Linked DNA regions of Lactuca sativa: all the other regions are linked to region 3. The links are chromatin contacts, called in public Hi-C maps. All regions are on one chromosome and are shown on one strand. Each heading gives the region's core, a stretch centred on a gene start, on an enhancer-like site or on the middle of the called end of the contact. The rest is flanking DNA. Distances are from core to core; before and after follow the strand shown. Region 1 holds the start of LOC111915636 (serine protease SPPA, chloroplastic). Region 2 holds the start of LOC111915616 (UDP-glycosyltransferase 89B2). Region 3 holds the start of LOC111915637 (pentatricopeptide repeat-containing protein At1g18485).

What was found. A called contact is a pair of places that touch in the nucleus more often than the background predicts.
Region 1: a Hi-C map of leaf shows a contact between it and region 3, with 2.7 times the contacts expected there. The contact joins the promoter of LOC111915636 here to the promoter of LOC111915637 in region 3. A contact is called at or near these places in 4 of 4 Hi-C or Micro-C datasets (bud, leaf and seed).
Region 2: a Hi-C map of leaf shows a contact between it and region 3, with 4 times the contacts expected there. The contact joins the promoter of LOC111915616 here to the promoter of LOC111915637 in region 3. A contact is called at or near these places in 2 of 4 Hi-C or Micro-C datasets (both in leaf).

The regions. Positions count from the first base shown.
Region 1 is chr5:56,127,809-56,132,187 of Lsat_Salinas_v11, reverse strand. LOC111915636 (serine protease SPPA, chloroplastic) reads left to right here and starts at 2,293. Exons shown (of 13, transcript XM_023911276.3): 1 at 2,293-2,501; 2 at 2,635-2,840; 3 at 2,966-3,149; 4 at 3,245-3,382; 5 at 3,505-3,675; 6 at 3,753-3,924; 7 at 3,995-4,161; 8 at 4,241-4,310. The coding sequence starts at 2,456.
Region 2 is chr5:56,037,378-56,041,641 of Lsat_Salinas_v11, reverse strand. LOC111915616 (UDP-glycosyltransferase 89B2) reads left to right here and starts at 2,368. Exons shown (of 1, transcript XM_023911257.1): 1 at 2,368-3,735. The coding sequence starts at 2,368. The coding sequence ends at 3,735.
Region 3 is chr5:56,257,041-56,261,129 of Lsat_Salinas_v11, reverse strand. It overlaps LOC111915637 (pentatricopeptide repeat-containing protein At1g18485), which reads left to right and starts at 1,970. Exons shown (of 1, transcript XM_023911277.3): 1 at 1,970-4,089. The coding sequence starts at 2,230.

The DNA of each region.
Region 1 (4,379 bases), core at 1,044-3,543, 130 kb after region 3:
AAGACCTTGCGGCGGCGGCGGAGGAAGGCGGCGTTGTTGGGTGTAGCGTCGTCGACGTTTTGGGTGGGCGGCGCTGTCGGAAATTGAAGAGAAGAAGATGTGAAGCAAGCAGACGCGAAGGGAAGAAAAGAAGAGGAGAGGTCGTTCCTGTTTAGGGAAAATAAGAAAGGCGTGTCTCTTTTTTTTTTCTTTTCTTTTTTTCTTTTTCAGACTTTGTTTAATATCTGAAAAAAATGAGAGACATTTTTAATTTTAAGATGTAAAAAATAATGCGCAAACAAGCGCTCTGAATTTGAAATTTTAAGACATTGCCTCTTAATATTGCAATTAAGAGGTAAACAAACAAACCCTAAGTCCATCCATTTAGTAGCTACATGGTATAATAATGTGATACATGTACCAATAATAGAAACAGATACATACACAATAACATAGACGGATATGGATAATAAAAATTACTGTATTACCCTTTATGCATTCAGTTTACATGAACACATATAAAATATAATTAAGTTTTTTTACTTTCATTTTGTTTCCTCCATCATATTTGCAATTTAAAGTTACTATGATACACATTACTAAAAAAGATACATTTACTTTCAGTTTTGTTTTTTTAAAAGCATCTTACTTTCTGAAATTTTGCAGAAAAAGGAATTATAGATTCAATGGAGGATTTGATCTTGAGTTTATTTATCAAGAAGTTGAAGTAGAAATCTATTGAGTCAAGTAGGATGCGTTTCAATAATCAAATATGCGTTTCAATAATCAAATAAGAACAACTACTAAGGTTTTTACTAATTTTGAAAGCGAAATTGCAACAGATACACGTACTTTCGATTATATATATATATACATTCTAAAAAAACATATTTTTTTGTGAAATTTTGCAGAAAAAGGAATGATGGACTCACAAGATTAGTAGATAACCCCCGCTAACTGTATAACATGAGATGTTTTTAGAAAACTAAAAGTACATTGGTATTAAAGTATTTTCAGAAAAAAGTTATAATTACTAGTTTATGAAGATGAACTAACCCGATTTGTTATGATGTCTCTTTTGTAGAAATCGTAATCTTGAACATGAGAAAACACAATACACTTCAACAATTGGAATGAAAGTTGAAAACGTGTTACTGATATGAAATATAGATGGAATAAAAAATATTTATTATTAGAATATTAATTTCAAATTGCTAAATCCTAATAAAGGTTCATCAAAATAGATAGGACTTGTAATTAAAGATTTGAACATAAATTGCTATTGTTTGTTGATGCGTATGGCGAGCTTGATCTATCCAAAGCTGTGTGATCGGATTCTTTGTCGCCTCCGCACAATATCAAGAGAAGAAAGTCGTTAGTCGTTAGCCGTTCCTGGGAGAGTGCTCCCGGAAGAACGCTCCGACGGTCAAGTTAGAGTGTTTCTAGGGTTTCTCTGTGTGTATATAAGTCAGAGAAGAGTGCTTACCTTGTGAGTCCAAGGGTGTATCCTTTTGTACCTAGCGCTTTTGCCTAGTCCGTACCAGACAAGATCGCTTTTTGGGGGAGACAGGATCAGGGGCGTTGATTAGAGGATCATGCGCCTTTGACCGTTAGAGCGCTCTCATTGGTCTTGACGATAATGGCCTGACCCTGCTACTTGTCTCTTGACCGTATCTTTTGTCTTGGAGTTGGGAGCGTCCTTTGGCTGGCACGAGCCTTTCGTTGGGACTCCATAAGTGCTCCTAGCGGGCACTGAAGCCTTTTGTTGAGGCGCCCTGCTAGTGGGAGCGTTGGCGGACGCTGAGCTTACTGAGCCCGACCTGGCCGACACGCTAAGGCCTTGGCCAGGGTGTGGTTTTACCGTGCTGGCTTAGGCACATCATCATTTGCAAATGTGGAATTTGAATGTTATTTGAACCAAAAAAATTCGGTAATTTGATGAAAAATCGGGATTATAATTAATATCTATCAATTTATGATTTCTTTTTGTAGTAATAATTAAAATTATTTTTAAAAATGACACGTGGCATTATAATACGGTAGAATAGGACATGCGTCACAATGATTTTGTTTATTAATGATTTTGCTTATTAGATGATGAGTAGATACATAGATTAAGATTCCGAATAAAAGGAAAATCTCAAAAGTCTTTTTAAAATCAATTGATTTCTCACGTTGAGGAATCATACAATAATATTCGGATTTTGACCCATAAGTCTTTCTAAATTTTATAGAATGAGTGGTCTCTAACTCCAAGTATATGTTCTTATTTAGATTAAGAATAAAACGAAAAACCAAGTCAAAAGTCTTTTTAAAATCATGTTCTTATTTAGATTACGAATAAAACGAAAACCAAGTCAAAAGTCTTTTTAAAATCAATTGATTTCTCACATTGACTTCATGTAATCATAAATTCACAATCATTTAACTTACGAAAATTGATTTTACTTGATCATCCGATTAATTACAACAAGAGATGGCCTCATCAATTGAAATAATGGAATCAAATCTCACAACATCAAGTAAGCATATTCTGTTTATAGAGTTCTTCGTAGTTTATTAGCCGATATATATTTTTAATTTGATTACGTTTATATAATCAACATATATATTTGAATTGTTGATCTGACACAAAAAATGATGATATTCTGTAAGAGAATCAGGAGGAGAAATGCGAGTTAAAGCCCGAATTGGCCGATTATGGCAGTTTAAAAGACGATGGCGATTATCCCAGTGGAGAATTTGAGTTTAAAAAACCAGGTGCTTGGAAGAGCTTCGTGGTGAAGCTACGCATGCTAACTGTTTATCCATTGCAACGTGTTCGCAAAGGCAGCGTTCTGAATATCAAATTGCGCGGCAAGGTTTGGTCGTTTTCACCCCTTTTGATTTTATCAACTATTGTTCTTGAATCGAAATTACACAATAATGTTTATCGAAGTGAACATATTGGATGACGAAATTGATTTTTTACTGTTGCCAATTTCAGATAACTGATCAAGTGAAGGGTCGTTTCTCTTCAGGATTATCCCTACCTCAAATCTGTGAAAACCTAATTAAGGCAGCATATGATCCTCGTATATCTGGTGTTTATCTCCACATTGAAACCCTGAAATGTGGATGGGCCAAAATTGAAGAAACTAGAAGACACATACTGGATTTTAGAAAGTCAGGTAGATTTATAATAATTGTTATGAAATTACATGTATATGAGTTTTCAATTACCATAATTCTGATACTTGTATTAAACTGTGATAATTCAATTTAGGAAAGTTCATTGTTGGTTATGCACCTGTATGGCATGAAAAGGAGTATTACATTGCCTGTGCTTGTGAAGAGCTGTATGCCCCTCCAAGTGCGTACTTTTCATTGTATGGTTTAACTGCTCAAGCATCATTTCTTGGAGGTAAGTTTGACACATTACATTTCACTTCCAGCTTTAGAATTGTCCCCATTGTTGTTGCTTTACATCTATCAAATCTTGTGATCAACTTCTTAACTTAACTAACCAAAGTGGTGTGCATAAAGGTGTACTTGAGAAAGTAGGAGTTGAACCACAAGTAGAGAGGATTGGTAAATACAAGAGTTTTGGTGATCGACTAACTCGCAAGAATATATCTGAAGAAAATCGCGAGGTTCTTACAACATTAGTAGATAATATCTATGGGAATTGGGTCAACACGGTTTCTCAATCCAAAGGTGAAGTTAGCTTGTCCTTTCTTTAGTCTTGAATCTTGATATATCAAAGCAATCGATTCAGATTGTTTCATTTACAGGAAAGAAAAAGGAAGATATTGAAAGGTTTATCAATGAAGGAGTTTACCAAGTAGAAAAGTTGAAAGAAGATGGATGGATAACAGATATAAAATACGAAGATGAGGTTACATCTATGCTGAAAAAGAAATTAGGCATTGTGGAGAAGAAAAAACTTCCACTTGTTGCTTACAAGTAATGATCTCTTATTTAAATTAGTTTTTTTCATCTTATAATCTTACAAGCACTTGTCAATATGCTCCAGGAAATACTCAAGAGTTAGAAAATGGAGCTTGGGATTGACAGGTGGCAAAGATCAAATTGCAGTAATCAGAGCTTCAGGTAGCATTAGTCGTGTAGGAGGCTCATTTTTTGAACCTAATTCAGGCATCATTGCTGAGAAATTCATTGAGAAGATTCGCAAAGTAAGAGGTATGTATGTATATATACACTTCATTTTATGTCATTTTAGATTCATGTGTACGAACTTGTCTTGTTTTTTTTTTTTCAGAGTCAAAAAGGTATAAGGCAGTTATTATCCGAATTGATAGTCCTGGTGGTGATGTTCTTGCTTCTGACTTGTAAGTTCTTGTTAATATTAACCACAAGGCATTTAACATTAACATGGATATTTGATTTTTGATGTTGTT
Region 2 (4,264 bases), core at 1,119-3,618, 220 kb after region 3:
TTAAATAAATTATTACTTAAGAGATATTTTTTTAGTTATATAGAATTATAATTATTGATTTAAACAAATATGTGAAGTTATATCACCTTATAATCTGTATTGATTTTATTTTATTTTTTTAACTTAATGTTATTAATTTAATATAATTAAAATGAAAATTTTTAAACTTTGAAATTTAGAATGGAGAATCAATTATTAATTTAATGTAATTAGAGTGGAAAATTTAAAATTTGAAATTTGAAATTGATAATTAATAATTTGACAAGTGGCATGATATGTTACATATAGTTATTAATGAGAAATTCTAATAGCGTGACACTTGTCAATAGGAGAATAAACCTATTCATTTATTAGAATATGATTAAAAGACGTTATTGTTTGGAAGATTACGATACAAATTAATATTAAAATATCAAATATCCAAATTTGATATTTAATTATTTGTCAATGTAAAAATAATATAGAAATAATGTTGGATTGGAATGATTAGACCCTAAAATCTAAATATCGAGGTTTGAAGTTGCTTTGGGCAACAGTTGACATGATCCGAATTCCAAAAGGCCGATAAGGTCAAAACGATCGGACTTATGGACCCACAAAAGAAATTCAATGTCAACTCGTCCACTTGTTTCCTCCCTCTATTATCAATTCAAGCATTATTTATATAGGGGTAAATTATACCAACAATTCCTTGTGATAATGCGAGAAGTCATGTTTAGTTTCTATTTTTGAAAATTAATTCATCCGTCATTCGGGTTGTTTTTTCTTGCATGTTTAGTCCATCCGCACATAAAAAGACTATTTTACCTTTGTTTATTTATTTTTTGATTTGTTTATTAATTATTAATTAATAATCTATTAAAAAATTGTTTAATTAAATATAAGCACTACCACCACCATTATTATATCTCTTATCTTCTTTCTCAACTACAGCAACCACCACTTATCACCACCAAAATCCACCACCTCTCACCACCAGAAACCACCATATGTCACTCCTATTTCTCTCCCACTTCCTACCACCATTCACCTCTAGCCACCAGCCACCTACGGTGCCTCCACCTATCACCGCTAACACCTCATAAACAACCGCTAGTCGACGACAACTAGAAACAACCATCTACTACCACTTAACCAAACCAAACCAAACTTGAAACCCTAGGTGGCATTTAAAACCCTAGGCGTGGTGTTAATGAAACCTCAGATCGGAACCCAGATACAGTGAAGGCGGTGATGTTCCAACCCTGAGACGATAAAGGTTCGAAGCAACTTACCTCTGAGGAAAAATGGTACACATCATCCTCCAGATCTGTGATCTTTAACGAACTACCACCTTCTTCTCCAGATCTGACAGTCCACCGAACAACCACTTCAAGATCTGCAAGCTTCAACGAACAGGTTTTCAAGCGAACAGATAGTGACAACGAATGTGTAGATTTGAGATGGTGTAGATATGAGACAAAGAAGGGTTTCAAGAAAAGAAACAATCACAAAGATGAAGGCGACGCCGACGGAGACGAAATGGTGTAGATCTAATGAAGAGGTCACGTTCTTCGACGAGGCGGCAATCACGACAACGTGACAATTCCAAAGAAGGTGCGGCGTTTGTGAACAATGAAGCTTTTGATGGTGGTGGAGACAGAGATTCAGGTGGTTTTTTAGGGTTTTAGACAAAGATGTGAGATGGTGGTAGGTGATGGCGGCACACCGGAGATAGAGGTTTTGGTGGTGGTTCATATATACAGCGGTGGTGGTGAATATTCCCGATGATGGTATAGAGAGAGAGAGAGAGAGAGAGAGAGAGAGAGAGAGAGAGAGATTAAATTAAGAGTTTTAAAAAGGTGTGACCATATTTCTTTTTTTATTAAAAAAAAATAACGTTAAATTAATTGGAAAAGAAATAGACAAAAAATATTATGGTCATTTTATATCTATCATGGACTAGATGCGCAACAAAAATGTATGACAGACACAAAAAGTACAAGTTTTATGCAAACGAGAAACATCGGAATTAATTTTTGAAAATATCGATTAAACACGTTTTCTAACATTTACACGAGGAACAATGGGTATAATTTACATTTTATAAAGAACAAACGTGAGCACTGACGTCACTTCATCGTTCATACCAATGTAATTAGCTTCTAAATAATTAATTAACAAATGGACATATTTAGTAATTTTAAGTATTCAAACGAACCACGACAAAACATCTTAATTAACCAAGATCCCACGTTCTACCAAATACCAATCTATCCAAAAGGTGAGCAAACAGCACACGGTTTCAAGCATTAATTCCATAACGTTTTTTAAGTTATAAATATCCAACTCTCTCTATTCTTTTGACAGATCATCATACTTTTAAACATGACTCACTCAACCAACACAAAACATTTACTAGTCTACCCGTTCACTGGCTCCGGCCATATCATTCCCTTACTCGACCTCACCGATATCCTCCTCCGCCGTGGCCTAACCATCACCGTCGTCATCTCCCCCGTCAACCTCCCACTACTCGACCCTCTCCTCTCCTCCCACCCCTCTTCTCTGCACAAGCTTCTCTCCCCTGATCCTGAAATCAACCCATCATCTCCTCACCCCCTTATCGGCAAAATAGTTTCCACTCAAAAACAGTTTGATCCCATCGTTAAATGGTTCAGATCCCACCCTTCGCCGCCGGTGGCCATCATCTCTGACTTCTTTCTCGGGTGGACTAATGAACTCGCTTCCCACCTTGGCATCCAGCGCGTGGTGTTCAACCCTTCAGGTGCTTTTGCTTCTTCCATTATTCAATCGATGTGGCGTGATGTGGGTGAGAATAAGAATAACGCCAACAATGGTGTCGATAAAGATGCTAGCTCCTTGATTTCTTTCCCGGAAATCCCTAGCTCGCCGGAGTTTCAAATGTGGCAGTTGCCACCGGTCTCACGTAACTTTATAAAAGGAGATCCTGATTACGAGTCATTTAGAAAAGGAATGTTGGCTAATATGACTAGTTGGGGGGTTGTGTACAACACATTTGAAGACTTAGAAAAAACCTACATGGACCACATGAAGAAACAAATGGGTCATGATCGGGTTTGGGCCGTTGGCCCGTTACTTCCTAGAGATGGTACCGCTCGTGGTGGGCCAAGTGTGGCGCCACCTCATGAGCTACTCACGTGGTTAGACAACAAAACAGATGAGTCTGTTGTGTATATATGTTTCGGAAGCCGAACCACATTAAACGAGAAGCAAATGAGTGCATTAACGGGTGCACTTGAGCTTAGCAATGTTAATTTTATTTTGTGTGCAAAAGGAAGTGATTCAGCGTTTAAACAACGAGTGGGTGATCGAGGGTTCATAGTCGAAGGATGGGCCCCACAGTTGGCGATATTAGGACATCGGGCTGTAGCGTCATTTGTGACTCATTGTGGGTGGAATTCCACGTTGGAAGGAGTTTCAGCGGGTGTGACGCTGCTGACGTGGCCAATGGGTGCTGACCAATATGCAGATGAGAAGCTATTGGTTGACGAGTTGGGTGTTGGGAAACGAGCTTGTGAGGGTCGACCTGATAATGTGCCAGACTCGATTGAGTTGGCTCGGTTGTTGGATGAGTCGTTAAGTGGGGAGATATTGGAGCGAGTAAAAGTGAAGGAGCTAAGTCAAGCAGCTAGCAAGGCAGTCAAAGGAGGAACATCAATAAGGGATCTGGATATGTTCGTTAAGCTTATTAAGCTTATATGTGAGCTCTAAATTCTCGTAATTTAAGCGGCAAGCATGACTGAGAAGTAATTTAATAAAAAGATATATGATTATTAATCATAATTTTATATATGCGCTGCACACCCCTTATACACATAATTTTATTATAGATTAAAGAGTTAATAATAGTATAATTTAGATTATTAGTTCTACACGTGATAGTTTTTATAAAGTATTAAAAACTCAAATAGTTGTATCATATGTTAGGTTGTTTAAGGTTGAACCGCCACATGTAGGGATTCTACCGGTTCATACATACTATCAAACATATCAACATATTTGTGAACTTGTTATTTAGTTAATAGAAAGGAAAATGTCACTAGCACAATAAAGTTATGTCTTTGGCTAGATTTGGTCATTGAACAATTTTTTTGTTCAGTTAGTACTTTTAACAATTTTGCCGTTAGCTAGCCTACGTGGCAGGATGATGTGTAAGGGAAGCTGATTTGGCACTGCTCCAAACACATTACAGCAGCCTCCATTATCATGATGTGATGACCTCTAAAAACTATTTTGTTTC
Region 3 (4,089 bases), core at 721-3,220:
TCAATTTTTGTCATCAATTAATAGACTTGGTTCAAAAGATAGGTTGCAGACTTGTTTATGTTATTGTAATAAAAAGATATACTACTAACATAAATATTTTTCCAATGTGATCATGGTGGTATTTACAAAAGTAAAAAAATATCCACAAAAAATATTGGTAGCAAAAGAATAAATTTTTCATTCAAATTGAAATGAAAGTATGTAGATGTTTGTTGGTCCTTAAAATCATGTATAATGATTGAGTGAATGCATAGATTTCACTAAATGGACTACACAATAAGTTTAATAAGGAACCATTGAGACATCTGATGATACGTTTCCGGATACGGTAAAACTTTTTAAGAGAGTACAACGGATCATGCATAGTAATGTCATATCATGTAGATATATATGTGTAGTCTTCAAATGACTTGGCTTTACCACACAAAAAGACTTAGCGCCACAGCTTGTTGCTCGTTTGTCATCTCACTCGTTGTATAATTATAACTAAATTTTATTGAGGTCTAATGATTAATATAAATAAATTTATGTAGGGGCATTAACATTTTACAACTTATTTTCGATCTTCAACATTTCTATTTTTAAAAAGTTAATTTTACATCATGACATATGTAATTTAGATAAGCTTCTTGTTTAATTATTTTTGTGTATTTGCAAGAACCTTCGACAAAAGTTTTGTGTTTTTCATATGGGTTGATCCACCACTGTGAAATAAATAAATTGAAGATGCCAAATTTGAGTCACGTATGTACTTAAAGAACAATAGTGAATGCCAAGAGCAAATTGACTCAAGAAGAAGAAAATGGTCAATTTATTAATGTTTATTGTTGTTTTGCTCATAGCTATTGTATTGATCCGGAATGTAGTGGTAATTAAATTATATTAGATAATGTCATGTAATGGTAATTAAGTTGTCTTAGGTAATGGCCTTTGTAGTTTTGGAGAGGACCTGGTTACTAACCTCCAGTCCTCTACTTCCTTATAAACATTACCATCCTTATTTTTGTTAACACCCTCATTTATATCTTCATCACCTCCAATGCTTCGACCTCCATTTCCTCATCATTGTTAGCACCTTCATGAACATCATCCATACTTATACCTTCATAAGAATTTACACCATCATCAACATTTAGTCATTTATCATCATGGACATCATGTATAAATTATAATGTCTATCCATTGGCACCAACTACCTCAAATTTCCCACCTCCTTTCACATAAATTTTCCTTCAACCAATTAGTTGCATTTTCTAGTTTTTCCATCATGATTGACAATAACTTGAACCTTACATTCTTTTCAAAAAAAAAAACTTGAACCTTACATGTACTACCATGGTTTGATCTAAGCATTTCATGGGCATAGTTCCACACTTTGGCGTGGTGATGGCTTAATTTACCTTTTATGGTTTTCCTACCTATTTTTTTAGCCATATGACATTGACTTCTAGACACTTCATAGTTGACCTTATGCTTGATGTTATCTATCATCTCCTTTAAGGTAACTTTGGACCCACTAATAAACATTTTCTAGCTATATAGCATTGACCTCTAGACACTTCGTAGTTGACCTTATGCTTGATGTTAGCCATCATCTCCTTTAAGGTAACTTTAGACCCAATAACAAGCCGTCTTATGTAACATTTATCTATCAAAGTTGGTGTAACAAGAGAATCGAATAAGAAGTTTCTTGCAGTTGATGAGTTTCATTCAAACATTTTATTTGCTTCTTTAACCATTCTCTGCTTCTTAAACCCTTTTCTTGTAATGATGAGTTTTCTTTAACCATAAAAATGATGTTTTAGAATGCACTAACAAACATATCACCCCCGCGTCATTACGGGTAACCGACTCTTGGACTTAACACGCTTTGAAGGCAAAAATAAAAAGTTTTGGACAGATTGTCAATTAATAAGAAAAGAAAAAGGCAACAAAAAATAATAAATTTAAACGTTTTCTTATAAATAACTCTAAAAGTATACATCGTTTTAAAAGAAGAAAAAAAACTCTTAAAAGTATCCAATATCCAATAAACGATTTTATTGTATTTTTATTGAACACTGTAAATTGATTATTATAAGTTATTTGCAAGAATTTGAGAAATTATTTATTTTCATTAATATATGCAAAATTTTATTGTTTTTATTAAAAAAGGCCTATTTTTTAATTGAGGAAATATCGTCAACTAGAAAGAGCAGGAAAAAAAAAAAAAGAGGCGAGCCTTTCACCATGGCTATGATGTCATCGTCACCACCACTACACGTCGGAGACCGCCATCCACCTCCGCCTCTACTTCACTCGACCAGCACCAACGTTCAACTCGTCGCAAATTGTGAGCTTCCTCGCCGACAACACTCCAACCGTTTGTCTCAAAAGATCGATCGTCTCTGCCAATTGAAAAACCTCACCGGAGCTCTGACTTTGCTCCACGACTCGCCTTCTGAACTTACAGAAACCGCCAAAGCAACCGGTATTCTACTGCAGGCATGCGGTGGCGACAAAGACATCGAAACCGGCCGGAAAGTCCACCAACTGGTTTGGTCATCGCCGCACTTGAGAAACAACTCAATCCTCAACACTCAAATTATCACGATGTACTCCGTTTGTGGATCTCCCTCCGATTTACGAATCGTTTTCGAACAACTAGAGAACAAGAACTTATATCAATGGAACGCAATCATCAACGGATACTCTAGAAACGATCTCTGTGATGATGCGATTCTTGTCTTTTCCCAGTTTTTGCAAACAGAGCATATACCTGATAATTTCACCTTGCCTTGCGTGATTAAAGCTTGTGTCGGAGCTCCGAATTTGATATGTGGTCAGGTGGTTCACGGTATGGCCGTGAAGACAGGTTTGATCTCAGATGTCTTTGTGGGTAATGCGTTGGTTGCAATGTATGACAAGTTTGGATTTGTAGATGATGCAGTCAAGGTGTTCGACTTTATGCCTGAAAGAAACTTGGTCACATGGAATTCATTGATTTCAGTGTTCTCAAATAACGGATTTTCTCAAAAAAGTATCCATCTGTTCATGGAGTTTCTGGTTGCCGGAGAAAGTTTGACACCTGACGTTGCTACATTAGTAACTTTGCTACCAGTTTGTGCTTCTGAAAGAGACATCTTGTTAGGAAAAACCATCCACTCTTTGGCTGTGAAATTGGGCTTGTATCATGATTTGATGATTCAAAATGCATTGATGGACATGTATTTGAAAAACGGATACATGTTAGAAGCCCATATCATTCTTGATAAAATAAAAAACAAGAATGTGGTTTCTTGGAATTCGATTATTTGGGGTTGTTCAAAAGAAGGTGAAGTTGGACATACATTTGAACTTCTTCGCAAGATGCAAATGGAAAAAATAAAACCCGATCAGGTAACCATTCTAAACGTCTTAAAAGTTTGCTTACATCATTCACATCTCTTAAAGGTAAAGGAACTTCATGGATATTCAATTCGACATGGCATTGAATCTAACGAATTGGTGGCAAATGCTTTCATTACAGCTTACACAAAACATAGGTCATCATATTGTTTGGGTGAAAATACTTTTAACCTCATGAAAAACACAACAGTAAGTTCTTGGAATACACTTATCAGTGGCTCTGTGCGAAATGGTGATCCTTTAAAAGCGATAGATTTATATGTTAAAATGACATCTTTTGGGATTCAGCCTGATTTGCACAACATCAGTAGCTTGCTTTTAGCTTTTCAAGACCTCAAGTTGCTTAACTATGGTAAACAAACTCATGGGTTTGTGGTTAGAAAGGGGTTAGAAACCGATTCACATATCGGTAATTCATTAATTTCTTTTTACATTCAATGTGAGAAACCAATGTCTGCAAGGTTCGTGTTTGATAGATTGGTGAATAAAAATTTGGTGTCATGGAATTCAATTATCACTGGTTACTCACAGAATAAACAACCAAACGAAGCATTAAATATCTTCCGAAAAATGGTGTTTAGTGGGACCCAACCGTATGAGATTGCAACCACAGGTGTGTTAAGCGCTTGTTCACAGTTGTCAGCTCTAAAGCTAGGAAAATCGATCCATTCTTTTGCTTTAAAGAAAAACCTCACGAGGGAC